Regions from separate parts of the Sus scrofa genome. Here all the other regions are linked to region 3. The links are chromatin contacts, called in public Hi-C and promoter capture Hi-C maps. All regions are on one chromosome and are shown on one strand. The core of a region is the stretch at or near the end of the contact, and the rest is flanking DNA. Distances in the headings are between cores, read along the strand shown.

Region 1 (3,448 bases), core at 601-3,100, 550 kb after region 3:
AAATAATCACCATGCCAATAAAATTTGAGCAGTTCAGCGCCCCTGAAGGAAGGGACAAAGAGGCTGTCTGTCTCTGTGTGCCTCTGACCACACTGTCCATCCCCGACAGGGTGTGCCACTCCCCGGCTGCTGGAGCTGGTCTCTGGCAGTTGGCCAATGGGGACCTTCTGTGATCATCTATGTGGGAAACGAATCTGAAAGAGAATGGATGGATGTACACGTACACCTGAATCACTTTGATGTACAGCAGACATTCATTATCACAACATTGTAAATCAACTGTACTTCAACAAAAAATTTAAAAAAGAGTCGTGGTAAAGGCTTTAAATGAGTATGATTAATAAGTGCAACCAGGAACTTCCTTCTTCCCTTTAGATCCCCAGATTCTCCGGGGGTATTTTTCCATCTATGCTGTTATTAAAGCAAAACACTAACAAACTGAGAATCAAACCTGAAAATTGATGAGTCACAAAATAATAATCCAATGTTTTTAAAAATGAGGCCCCAAAACTGGATAAATTTACTAAAGTCATTGTTCACTTAAAATGGATGAATTTCACAGTATGTAAATTATACCTCAAAGTTTTTATAAGGCAATATTCAAGCCCATAGTTCTCTACAAATACTCATTTAACCTTACAATTTATAATTAAATTGTTTAGTTGTAATTAACAGCTAAGCATTTGCTTATTTCATCTTTCACCCTTTATATTTTCCCTTTTGAGTATTTTTAATTTTTTAAACAGTTTATTTATTTATATTTGCTTTTTATTTTTAGGGCCCCACCCACGGCTTATGGAGGTTCCCAAGCTGGGGGTCGAATGGGAGCCGCAGCTGCCGGCCTAGCCACAGCCACAGCAACGCCAGATCCAAGCAGTGTCTGTGACCTACACCACAGCTCACGGCAATGTCAGACCCTTAACCCCCTGAGCGAGGCCAAGGATTAAACCCGCAACCTCATGGTTCCTAGTCGGATTCGTTTTTGCTGCGCCAGGCCGGGAACTCCCTTTTTGCGAATTTTTATAAGATACATAATTGATTATTAAGGTGCTTAAATAACCGTTTGAATGATGGACTCAAACCTTTTACTGATAAGGGCAGAAGATCAAAAGAGCTTGGAGAGCGTTGTTCTGGACACCACCCCCAAAGCCCAGAAGCCGTCACCATCTTCTCAAAGAGGCCCTTGCGCCCCAGGCCAAGATCAACGCGTCTCGGCTTCACTCGGAGGCGCCTGCACTTTGCTCACAGCGCTCAGAACAAAGGAAATGGCCTGGCCCGCTCGGAAACTCTCCCCACTGCTTCCTCCCTTAGGACCAAATCCGCCCCAACACCGCTTTGCCAGACTCCGGAGTCCGAGACCGGGCACAGTAGGGTGCGAGCAGAGAGCGCAGAGGTTGCCCGCCGGCTGCAATTAGCGAGGGGGTTGGGAGGAAACACCCGCCTCGAAATTTGCGCAGGCGCACTGGCGAATCTCCGCGTTCCTGCCAGGGTCAAGCCCTCGAGTTACGCGCAGTCTTCCCGGAAAGCGAGGGTGGACAGCAAGTGAGCTGTCACTTTCCGGAAAGGGGGCGGGGGGCAGGCGGTGGAGTCTGGGCGGCCCCTGCCGTCCCACGCGCGTGCGCGGACGGTGGCACGCGCAGAAGGCACGGCGCGTGCGCGGGAGTCGATGGCGGGGGGTGATGAGCGTGGGGCGGGGCGACTGTGGAGGGGCGGGGCGCGAGCGGCGCGAGGGGACAGGGCCGCACGGGTCCCAGGTCCGGGGGTGGCCTGTGCACCCAAGTTTCCCTTGCGCCGCGCTTCCTGATGTGGCCGAAGACGTGATTGGAAGGGCCGGCGGCCGCCCGCGGACGATGCTCGGGTTTCTGGGTGCGACGACCCTGATGCTGGTCGCTGGGGCTCCGTGGGTGTTGCCCGCAGGTGAGAATTAGGGGTCCCGGCGCAGGTGGGGGGCAGGGCGCGAGGCTGGATGGCGGCGGCATGGGAGACCTCGGCCAGGGGAAGTGGGTGGGAGAGACAGACATCCCCTCTGGGAGGCCTCTAGTTTCAGGGCTCACATTTCGACAAAGAAGTGACGTCAGAGATCTTTCCACACCGCTCCTTTGGGGGCGTCCTCCTTGCCATCACTTCTGCCCTGTGCCTGCTCCTTGGATTCCCACCCCCGCAGGGTTGGGTGTGCCTGATCCTTGGGGTGAAGTCTCTTTCTTTCCGAAAAATCCGGTAGCTCGACTGGACCGTTAAATAATAATAAAGGCTTTAGCCATGAGCTATGCTGCCGATCTTGAAACGCGTTTCCTCCACTTAGTAAATAGTTAATTGGTCCTACGTGGGAGGATTTCTCTGCCCTCAGGGTTCGTACAGTCTAATAAAAAAGTAATAATAAAAGAAAAAGTACACAGCCAAAATGCAAAGGCTGGGAGTCACCAGGCTCGTTTGCTGTCTTTCTTGGCTTAGCTGGGTTGGGTGGGGGAATGCAGCTGTGATAAGGTTGACTTTGTAGGAGGAGGAGGACCCACACACAAACAGGGCCTGGCAAACGAGAGCAGGAGTCCAGGGGTTGGTGAGGCCACCTGGAGGACTTGAAAATACTTAACTGCTTAGAAAACCAGACCCTGATTTTCTGGGGTACATGGTATCCGATCTTGTCCTAAAAAATAAAACGGGCAGTTATTTTACCATCACAATGAGTTTCTTCCAGAATAAGCAGAGGAATGGCAGTTTGGGACAAGCAAGCTATAGCAAAAATCATACGCAATTCCAACAACCAAAAAAAAGAAGAATGTTACTTTACAGAGAAAAAGGAGGAAGTCCAGTGGGGTTGTTTTGAGCAAAGTTCATTGGATGAAAGCAAGGGTTGAGGAGAGTTTGGCGTTTCCCGTTGGCCGGGCTTGTTAGGGAGAGGACAGTTCCTCCTGCCGAGGGATGTAATTGACATTGATTGACGTTATGGCTGGCTGCTGTAGTTGATGGTGAGGGCAAGTGCCTGAAGACTCCCAGGTTCTGGCCTTCTGACTTCATTTTAAATGAGGTTACCTGGAGTTCCCTTGTGGCTCAGCAGTTGTGAACGCAGCTAGTATCCAAGAGGATGCGGGTGTGATCCCTAGCCTTGTCCAGTGGGTTAAGGATCCGGCATTGCCATGAGCTGTGGTGTGGGTTGCAGATGTGGCTCGGATCTGGCATTGCTGTGGCTCTGGTATAGGCCAGCAGCTGCAGCACCAGTTTGACCCCTAGCCTGGGAACTTCCATATGCCGCAGGTGTGGCCCTCAAATAACAGTAAATAAATAAATAAATAAGGTTTCCTTTATTCTCTTTCATAAACTCTTCCACAAATACAGCATATAGTATAGTATATGGGTACTAGGGTCTTGGTATAACCCCTGGTAATTTCTTCAGAGTCTTTTGTTCATGAAGATTTTGCATGGAACTCACGTTTGCCTTTGTATTAAAAAG
Region 2 (3,471 bases), core at 410-2,909, 720 kb after region 3:
TATTATGGCACAATCCCCTCCTAGGGACTGGAATTGAGGATGTAAAGTATGCAACGTCCAAAATCAAGGAAGTCTAACTTTTTTCTTGATACTCTTCTGCGCACTCTGAATTTTTTACTTGATGTTCCTCTGTAATATTTTTAAAATGTTTACAACCTGAATATATTGTAATCACTTAAAAGGAGCCGATAAGGATAAAATAATAAGATAAATTCTTTACCTTAGACTCCAGAAAATGAATTCGGAAATAATCAGCCAGTTAAGGCTGCTGTGATCCTAGCGGGCAGAGAAGGATGGGGGGTGGGGAGGGCGTGTCTCCGGAAGAGAAACACGACATCCTTCCCCGGCTCTCATTACACCAGCTTTTTCCTGCCGCATCATTATTCAAGAGAACGTCTTGTTTTCATTTTAAGAACGAGGAGGCCTGCCACACTATTACCGGTAAAAAATGCCTAACGTCTGTTCTACGTCTGAACAGTATGACAGAAGAGAAGACAACTGACCCTGACCGAAGATGATGTAAAAGAAGCGTGACAAGCCTGGGAGTAGGAGGCTTGGGAAATGTTAAGAAAGGGGATTTATATAAAGTGCAAGTCGGTGAAGAGTTGGCGCGAAGAGGTGGGACACTCCGAAAAGAGAAATTAATGTCTTTGAGAGGTATAACGCTGGTTACACATTCACTCCAATCGGAGCTTGACTCTCCCCAACACACACACACACACACACACACACACACACACGCATGCACAGCGCTAGCAGCAGGGAGCGAGCGAGGACAATCTCATTACTGCTTTGGCTTTAAAAGGTTATATATTTACCTTTCCGATTAAGCACCTTCCAGTGATGAACTCGGAAGCCAATTTATTGGTTAAAAACCAAGCGTCTTCCCCAGCACAACTACCATTGCTACCTGGGCTACGCTCCTCATCTAAAAGGACACTCAACACTTTATGATTAATCCTGGAAAGAATGTTGACCCTCCTCTATTCCCTCTTTCCACCTCTGTCCCTACTCTCCTAAGGAGCGAGTCGGAAAAGTCCACCAAACACTTAACAACATCGCCAGCAGAGGCTGAGACCAAACGGGAGGGGTGAGCAAGTCCTCGAAAGGCCCCCAGACGCCGAGTGCGGGCCGCACGTCTCTCCCCTGCGCCGGGCACCGCGGTGAAGCTGACAGGTTCGGGATGGAAACCTGTGCAGATCCTCCAGGGAAGCAAGTCGACGGCGAGATAACGCGGCGTAGCTGCCTGCCCCGGCCGAACGCGCTCCCCGGGCGCCCAAGAAGACATGGGCTGGTGAGCAGGGAGCGGCGGAGGCCCCCGCCCCGCAGGCCGCCCGTATGCTCCGCGAACCCGCTCCGCCCCGCGACGCCGCGCACCGCGCACGGGAAAGGCCGGGCGCTGTCGTCCCTCGCAGGCCGGGCCGGCTGAGGACGCCTCTCCAAGAGCAGGCGGTGGGCGCTAGCCCCCAGCACGCCCCGAAACTGACTGCCCGCACTCACCCGGCTTCCCCCACGCCCACGCCAACGCGAGGCGCGCGCGCAGAGGAGGAAGCTGCCGTGCAGCTGTCTAGCCCGCGTCCTCCGCTCCACTTCAGCCCCCGGGAGCCGGGAGCGGGCGGCGGGCGTGAGGCGAGGGCGCCGGTGGGGCGGGGCGCGGCGCCGTGCGCAGGGAAGCAACCAATCGGCGTGCAGCAAGTGGCCGGCCGGAGGCGGGGCAAGGATCTAGGGGCGGGGCGAGGCAGCCAAGGGGCGGGGTGAGGGCGGTCGTTCTGCGGCCCCCTGGGAGCTGCTGGCTGGACTCTGCGCCTTGTGATTCGCGGCAGCGCTGACCTGACCCCTCTGTTGTTTTCTGGGCGGCATCAGTGCTGCGTTTCCGCTCAAGGACTTCAAGTGCAGCATCGGTGAAATCACACGTGTGGGAGGAGCCCAAGACCTAGAGAGCGGAGGTTGTCTTTGCCCCTGGGTTAAGCGGCTTTGACCGAGAGCAGCCCAGGGTAGGGCGTGTACTCCAGGAGGTTCTCAGAAACGGGGGGTCTCTAGAAGTGACCTTTTCCAATCCCTAACGCTCAGAAATGGAGGCCTAGAAAGGTGAGATTTCTGGTCCAAGGCTACCAACTAGTACAGCAACCCGAAGTTACCGGTACAGTACAACTACGCCTTTTATTTTTTGCTTTTTTTTTTTTTTTTTTTTTTTTTTTGGTTTTTCTATTTTCTTACTAGGGCCGCACCCATGGCTTATGGATGTTCCTGGTCCCCAGCCACAGCAACACGAGATCCGAGCTGCATCTGTGACCTACCCACAGCTTGCAGCCAAGCCAGATCCTTAACACGCTGAGCGGATCAAACCCGCGTCCTCATGGACACTAGTTGGATTCTTAACCCGCTGAGCCACAACGGGGAATTCCCTACAACTAACTAGTCTTAATTCTGTTCTTATGTTTTCCTGGCTATCTACCAGATTTTTGCTTTCTCGTGGTCCAGTATCTTCCTACTGTCTCCTTTAAAGAGGATACATCTTGAATTTTCAGTGTAACTTCAATAGCCTTTGAAAGCCTGGTCTGAATTTCCTACAGAATATAAAGTGTAATTAGTTATTTGGGGAAAAGACATTGTGTAAAAGTCCAGGTATTTTCAATGGGATTCTAAAAATGTTTTCCCCTGAAATATAATGAAATAAAAGGTTTTGTGTTCCAAGTTGTCACAAAATGCCACTCTCTTATATTCCTGTTACTCCTATAAATCTTATACATGTAAGAGAAACAACCTCTGCTTTTTATTTTTCCACTATCTCTCAGTTCTCATTTTCATGGATGTTATTTTTCTATCTTTTATATTCTGTCATTTGGCAAATAATACATTTGTAGTTATATTACCCATCATCCTGACACATATGCTAGGATCTAGATGCTCAGTAATTATTTGTTAAATAAATTACTTTTGAAACATTTGCAACCTTAAAACTAGTTAGATTACTGATCTATAAAAGTTGACTTTTTAAAATCTTACTTTTTGGGGGCAGTTCCCATTGTGGCTCAGCAGGTTAAGAACCCAACATAGTGTCTGTGAGGATGTGGGTTCAATCCCTGGCCTCGCGTGGTGGGTTAGGGATCCAGCCATGCCACAGCTGCAGCTCCAATTTGACCCCTAGCCCTGGAACTTCCATATGCTGCAGGTGCAACTGTAAAAAGAAAAATATAAATAAATAAATAAAATATTACTTCTTTTTTGAGTGTTATATTAGAATGAGGTTGGCTGCAAGAAGCAGGGGGAAACAACTACAAAATAACAGTGGCTTAAACAGAAAGCCACTGGTATCTCCCTCATGTGTATAAGTCCAAAGTTAGTCTGGAGCTGTCCAGTGTCACTTCGCAGGGACAGATCCAGCCTCCTTGTTGCAGCTAAGAGAGTCACACATGTATTTATTTATGCATTTGGAAGATAGCCTCTGTACCCAGTGTTACCTCCTGGTCC
Region 3 (3,527 bases), core at 38-2,537:
ATTTCGTTTTTTACAACATACACTTAATTGGGTTATATTACACACTCAACAATTTGGCAAGTGAAATGACTTACGGCTCATTTAGGATCAGAAATCTAAATCCACTGCAGCCTGGCCCCTCACACCGCCTCGCTTCATTGTCCAAGCGTCAATTTGAGGAAGCCTGCACGTTTGTAGCCCCATTCACTTTCATGGGTAAACTGAGGCTCGGCGATCGCCAGGGACTAGTTCAAGGTCACTCAGAACCAGTTCTTCAACCAGAGCTTCTGTTCCCAAATCTAGTACTCCTCTTTACACACCCTGCCTTCCTGAGCAAGGATGCCTGACAAGGACCAGGAGACCAAGAGACCTACCTACTGGGTACAGTGACCTGGGTCACTACTGGGTACAGTGCATATACCACTGGGTACACTGACCTGCAGAGGGCTCAGAGAACGTGCCAAGAGCAGTCAGGGGATACGACTCGAGTTCTCCCTAAAACACACCTGCCAGGAAGAGGCAGAGTAGGGAACACGGAATTTTTTCTTGAAAAACTCTAAATGACTAATCTGAGATCCGGCCCCTCGGAGTAGAAAATGTTCGAGACGACGAAAAGGAGGCGGTAGTTAAGAAAAGGTTGGTGGCGGCGCAGGAACGCATCCCCTGCCAAAGCAGAAGGCCGGAGGCGGGGAAAACGTACAGCAGATCCGGCGGGAAAGGGCTCCTTTCTCGGGGGCTGAGGCTGAGCGTCAGGGGAATGCGGAGACCCGCGGTCGGGGCCGGGGAAACGGATGTCGGGGTCTGGGGGCGCTGAAGCGCGGCAGTTACCTTCGTCCTCGTCCTGGAAGCTGAGCAGGCTGGCCCGGGGCACCTCTTTGTTCTCGCGCGGCCTCTTGCGCGGCTTCAGCCCGTTGCCGGGCTCCGCGCCGCCCGGGAAGCAACCCCCGGCCTCGGTTCCGGGGCCAGGAGCCAGCGCGGAGGGTGGCGGCGGCAGCCCCGGGCCCAGCAGTGACTCCCCCCCGGGGGCCCTGTCGCCGGGGCCCGGCTCTTCGCCGGTGCCCGGCGGCGGCAGCAACGGTGGAGGCTCCTGCTCTTCATCACGCTCTCGCTCCTCCTCCTCCGAGTCATTCCGCTTGCGCACGTTCACTCGCCGGGCCTTTCGGAACATGCCTGCGGCCCGCACCGCGGTCGTATGCCCACTCCTACACGGCAGCCCCGGCAGCGCCGAGCTCGCGACAGCGCGCACGCGCGCTCTCCCGAGCTCCAGCCAGGTCCAGTCTTTGCCCCAGCTACCGCGCACCACCGAACCCGCATGCGCTCCGCTCTCACTACGTGGAGAGAACACCGCCCCTCTCGCGAGAACGTCAGCTTTTTGCACTGCCCTCTGTCGGCCTGGAGGACTATTGGCAGGCAACTCTGGGACTCTAGTGCTCTCCGACGGGTCACAAAGAGGATCATAGAGACGAAAAGAAAGAGTAAACCCGGCGTCCCTCAGCCCAAGGTGCTGCAGTGCGTCTTCCGCACTTACGCAGACTAGTCACGCGAGGAAACTCCCGCCAAGCGCTGAGAGAGGCAAATACAAGGGGGAGGGGGCGGGAGGCGGAGCGAGAGGAGGAGCGGGAGGAGGAGCCCGAAGGTGAAGCCTTTGGTGAGGGTGCGTGGAGCCCAGAGGGTGTGCTGAACTGAGGTGTTGTATGGTAATTATTACTAACTCTGTTGAGTAACACTTAGTATTTCTGCAGCTTAATGGCTACAGAGAACTTTCAAAAACAGTGAATTTCATTTATGATCAGATATTACCTGGCCTGATGTTTTTAGCCCCCCTCCCTCTAATACAACGAAAGCAAAAGTGTTTTGGTGTTTTCCAAAGAATGCCAGGTTTGCTAGGAGTTCTGACACATGGCTGATTTCAGAAACGGAAGGAAAAATCGACTTGAGGACTGGGGATGGTTGTGACACATTTCAGCCTTGTGCCACAGAGGTTAACAAACTTAACTGGCAACGGTGGATCCGGGTGTTTGAAGTTGAACTCGCAAGCTTACTCATTGTATTAGCAAACACAGGGCCTTTTCCTTCACTCATGTGTGTAAGTGCGAATTTGTTGTCATGTCTCAAAATTTAAAAGGTAACAAAGGACATTCATATAGTGAAACAAACAAACAAACCATCCATCCCTAGAAGCCCTGAAGGTTGCAGGCAATGTTAAAAGTTTCTCACGATCCTGCAGAGACAGCCTATGAATGTAGAAGCAAAGATGTATATTTTTGTGAATTACCTTTTTCCCACAGTGTGCAAACAGTGCATTTTAGTCTAATTGAAGATCAGTTATATTTGTATGTAAAATGGTGTCTCTTCTTTTACCCAGCTGCATAGTGATCCATTGTTTGAAAGTACCATAATTTATTTAGCCAGTTGCATAAAAAAATTGGTATTAAAGGAGTTCCCTGGTGGCCTAGCAGTTAAGGATCCAGCATGGTCACTGCTGTGGCTGGGGTTCCATCCCTGGCCTGGGAACTTCCACATGCTGTAGGCGTGAGAGGGGTGGGGGAAAGGCATGAAATTTATTTCCAGTCTTGCTATAATTATCAATGCCACAACGAAAAGCTTCAAAAAATGATCACTAGTAGCATGAACTAGATCTCAAGGTATGCAGTTGTAATTTTGCTAATTCTAAGTTGCTGTTTTTAACAGCTGTGCCAATTTGTATTCCTACCCGAGTGCCTATTCACCTACATCATCCTGTCAAAATGTCACTTGAGATTTAAGTTCCAAGTTTGAAGCAAAAGATCCCAAACTCAAGACTTTCTGTGTCATACTCACCTGCCTCTTTTCTCTGGTTTTCCCTGATTGGGTTTGAGATCTGCCCACCCATGACTCACTTTTGGAAACTGGAAGAATGGTCTAGGCCTAGAGTAGCCTCTGTAACATTTTCTCCCAGTTAATAGGCAAAGTTAATAACATCTGGCTTTCATTCTCCTCATATTACTCCAAGTTCTAATATTCTGGCTGTTCAGCATTGATTTAAGTTCTGATTCGAATGGCGTGTTCCATTGGTGAAACCGAACTCCCGTTTCCATTACAAAAGATTTAAATTGTGCCTGGTCAGCCTCTAGACACCACCTTCAGAGCCAAGAGACAGATTTGTAGTAACATGATGAGGACAGGGGTAACAAAGATGAGGTCCAGAGCAGAAATGTGCATATCTTGGCCTAAAACTTCAAAAAGCTCTTCCACTGTAAAAGAGGTGATTGAATTTGGATAGAGAGGCAAAGACTGGTCTTTTAAAGCAAAGCAACGTATTAAAAGACAACATGTATTTATAGCTTTGACAGTCTACCTCTTCAGATAATTGAAGGGCAAAGTTAAACACTTAAAAGTTATCTTGGTGCCAAAGAGAGCCAAAGGTCCTTCCGGAGGTTATGGACCTTGTAGAAATTAAATTCCTGAAACTCAGGCTTTAATTGCCTATCAGCCAGTGTATTATCTGAAACTAATGATTTTATAAAATGCTCTGTGCTTTGAGTATGAAACTGATTTGTTTGTCGAAT
Region 4 (3,255 bases), core at 344-2,843, 790 kb after region 3:
ATGGAGAACAAACTTGCCATGTATATTGAGATATATTAAATGAACATATCTTTAAATTTAGAGAAAACATTTTAGTTTGAATAACAAGAGCAGTGAAGGGAAATTATCCTGATCGCTGTAATTGACTGCTGAAATAGGATTAGGACTCGGCCTGAGGGAATCTATACCCAGAGTGGCTAGGAGGTCTCCAGAGTACCTAGGTTTGAGTTAAAAACGAATTAGCTGGGATACCTTCCTGGGCCTCAGTTATCTAAATGGGTACCATAACGAGAATCAGAGAGCCAGGAAAAGCCACTTCCAAGTACCTGGTGAATAAAATAAAGTAAAAATCAACTACAAAATTGGATTAAATAATCTGCTAAAGACAAAAAGGGTGCACGACGAGAAAATATGCAATTTAAGTGCCTGACCTAAAAAAACGCACAAAGACAAAAAAAAGGCCCTGACATCTTAGAAAGCAGGGAAAGTGACAGATCCAATGTAAACCTCAGCTGAAAGTGAATGGCACATGGTCAACCTTCACTCACAGCATTTAAAACCTAGATGAAAATTCCGAGAACCAAACCAGTTCCTACAGTTTCATACCGTTCCTAATACTAAATTCCCCAACCAAAGCAAAAGTGTACATTACCAAAAAGTGGCGAAACTTACCCGCAGACACCCAGCCGTCCTCGGGGATGGCACCAGGGGCTCGCCGCGCGCCGGAAGTCGGCCGAGGGGGATCCGGCGGTCACGCCCCCGCCCCGCCCCCGGCGGGCTTCGCTTCCCCATTGGCCCGCGCGGCCAGTGGTCCCTGCCTCGAGGTAATCGAGAGTGGTCCCCTCCCGCTCTCGGGCGCGGCCTGATCCCGCTCCAGAGCCGGGCTACCAAGCCCCAGCACGTTTACAGGGTAACCCTGTAGTGTCGGGTGCCACGTATCGTCTCTGTTCCGCCCAGTGCCTCCTGAGCTCTGAGGAGGGGGGCGCCGTGATGCTAAAGCCATGCTCAGTTAATTGTGTGTTGCTCACGAGTCAGCTACCTTGGAAAAGTCTCGTGACACGCCTGGCTCCTGACGAGCCCGGGTTTGAATGCAGGTCGCTCACGACCTCTGCCCTAATGCTAAAATTTAAAAAGATGAGGCCCATTATAGGATACCACAGAAGAGAGATGGGGGTAAAAACGTGTTCTTCATATGGAGGCAGACGCTGATTAATGGTCTCCCGGAATGGCTCGTCTTGCCGAAACTCGGTGCCATCCAGGAATGTTGGAAGCCCCGGTCAAAACACCATATTGCCCCCCTTGCACTCTTTCCTTAGGGAATTTAACACTGGGCGTTTAGTGACTAAAATAAGCCTCTTAAGCCCCCAAACACTATTGGACCCTGAGAACTTTAGCTGACAGAGTCGCCTCCACAGAGACTTCTCCTGTAATGGCGCCTGCGTCAGTCACTAACATGGCGGACATAGCCGTGCGCGGCGCAAACGTCAGCAGCTCTACCCCAGACGCTCAGAAACAGCAGAGGAGAGAGTGGCCGTGGCCACTGATTGGTTTAGGGGCGGAGCGTGCCAGTCCGGGCGCTCCCGCAGAAACCAATCAGGACGCCGAGAGACGGAATTGGCCGCTGCGCCTCCTCCCGAGGCATGCTGGGAGCCTGGAGGACTAGCGAGGAGGAGTTGAGAGAACGGAGCGGACGCCATGGCGACCAACATCGAGCAGATTTTTAGGTCTTTCGTGGTCAGTAAATTCCGGGAAATTCAACAGGAACTTTCAAGGTAAACGCTTCCCAGACTCTTTTGCTCCCAAGGGACCTATGGGGCCCCACGTAGCCTTCCATGGCACCTTTCTTCGGAGACGCTGTCGTTGCTCGTCTCAGGCCCCGCTACAGCCCCGCCTGGGCCTGGGATCCATTTTCCGCCCCCCCCCCCATCCGCTCCCTCCCTTCCCAGCGAGTAACTTGGGCCTTTGCGAGGTAATCCCAGGCTCCTTCTCCTAGAACCGAGTTAAGATGCTCACTCTTCTCTCCCGTTTGGTCATTTCCTACTGTTTAGCTAGTGCAGGCCTAGTTGTCCACCAGGGACGGGCCTAGTTCCTTCCTCAGCTCCTCCTCCGCCGCCGCCGCGCCTCCCCTCCCCCTCTCCGCCTCCGCGGATTTCGCCGGCCGGTGTCTTTGACCGGAAAGGGTCTCTAACGGCCGTTTCTTGGGTAATCTTAAATCCGCTTTATTTTTGCAAGCTTCAGACCATTTGGGGGTCGGGATCCTTTAATTAGATTATTTGTGTCCTAGAGTCCTGTGGTTTCCACCAGGCATCATTCTAATATTCTAATAGGTTAGAAATTTGAATTAAAATAGCTCAAATTAATGTTAGTTACTTTGACAGAGGGTTCGGGGTGACGAAGAAAGAGGATTTTGAATTACTAGTAATTTTTTAATTTAGCAAGCGCAAAGTGGACTTTGTGAGTAGGTCTAAATTTTTTTGCTACCCCTGCCCTAGTTGACCTATTTGACCAACAAGCTCCTTTTGTCATTGCTACGTAGTTTACCCTTGGTTCTACAAAATTTGAACAAGATTTCTGAAGAAAGAGTTGTTTACACAGGAAAATCGCCTGGGTTCTGTTATTCAGTGGTTGTATTTATGCTTTGTGTAACATACATATTTGTTCCGAGTTCATATGTATTTATAGTTGATTTTAAAGTTAAGAGCAAGAGCCAGACGTAAGTGGATTTTAGAATCAGTCGAAGACGAAATTGTAAATAGCGCTCAGTTAACAGGGTTATTGGGGCACTGATACGTTGTAGTGCTAGAATATTTTTTTTTTTTTTTTGCGGGATATATTGTTGTTTAAGTGGGACATATATCCGCTCATTTAATTGCTTTTAAATATTTTATTAATGTGGTTATTTTTAGGATGATAAACGATTTGAACTAAGGTGATACGATTTTTTAATAGTTGGATGCAATAAGTAGTTATGGTGGCTAATTGTCCTGTCCTGTTTCTATACCTTTTAAAAGTCAGTTTTGTATTAGTTTTGTTGTAGTAAAGGAGAGAAAATTTAAAGAACACGTATTATTGATCTTTATGTTTTTCAAGTGTACCGAATATCGTGTTTTGTGAAATGTGATCATCTTTTTTTTTTTTTTTGGCCTATATATTGTGAACCAGTTTGTCTTTTATCACAGTCTCAGTAGTCTGGAACATTTTTCATGGCTCCCTAGAATTCTGGTCTAGGAATGTGTTGGTGGATATTTAGGTGTTTTGAAATTTCCACCCCTTTTC

What was found. Promoter capture Hi-C pulls out the DNA fragments that hold promoters and counts their contacts. A called contact is a pair of places that touch in the nucleus more often than the background predicts.
Region 1: a promoter capture Hi-C map of liver shows a contact between it and region 3, with 4 times the contacts expected there. The contact joins the promoter of IFNAR1 here to the promoter of PAXBP1 in region 3. A contact is called at or near these places in 2 of 5 promoter capture datasets (fetal liver and liver), 1 of 47 Hi-C or Micro-C datasets (mesenteric adipose tissue) and 1 of 2 datasets of contacts at active chromatin or transcription factors (alveolar macrophages).
Region 2: a Hi-C map of liver shows a contact between it and region 3, with 7 times the contacts expected there. The contact joins the promoter of TMEM50B here to the promoter of PAXBP1 in region 3. A contact is called at or near these places in 1 of 5 promoter capture datasets (fetal liver) and 2 of 47 Hi-C or Micro-C datasets (liver and skeletal muscle).
Region 4: a Hi-C map of liver shows a contact between it and region 3, with 3 times the contacts expected there. The contact joins the promoter of SON here to the promoter of PAXBP1 in region 3. A contact is called at or near these places in 2 of 5 promoter capture datasets (fetal liver and liver) and 2 of 47 Hi-C or Micro-C datasets (heart right ventricle and liver).

What each region holds. Positions count from the first base shown.
Region 1 is chr13:196,924,028-196,927,475 of Sscrofa11.1, forward strand. IFNAR1 (interferon (alpha, beta and omega) receptor 1) reads left to right here and starts at 1,851. Exons shown (of 11, transcript NM_213772.1): 1 at 1,851-1,917. The coding sequence starts at 1,851.
Region 2 is chr13:197,091,649-197,095,119 of Sscrofa11.1, forward strand. TMEM50B (transmembrane protein 50B) reads right to left here and starts at 1,660. Exons shown (of 7, transcript XM_021070935.1): 1 at 1,501-1,660.
Region 3 is chr13:196,369,971-196,373,497 of Sscrofa11.1, forward strand. It overlaps PAXBP1 (PAX3- and PAX7-binding protein 1), which reads right to left and starts at 1,288. Exons shown (of 18, transcript XM_003132753.5): 1 at 808-1,288. The coding sequence starts at 1,147. It overlaps LOC106505849 (a long non-coding RNA gene), which reads left to right and starts at 1,425. Exons shown (of 4, transcript XR_001300667.2): 1 at 1,425-1,676.
Region 4 is chr13:197,160,482-197,163,736 of Sscrofa11.1, forward strand. It overlaps SON (protein SON), which reads left to right and starts at 1,594. Exons shown (of 12, transcript XM_005657147.3): 1 at 1,594-1,751. The coding sequence starts at 1,675.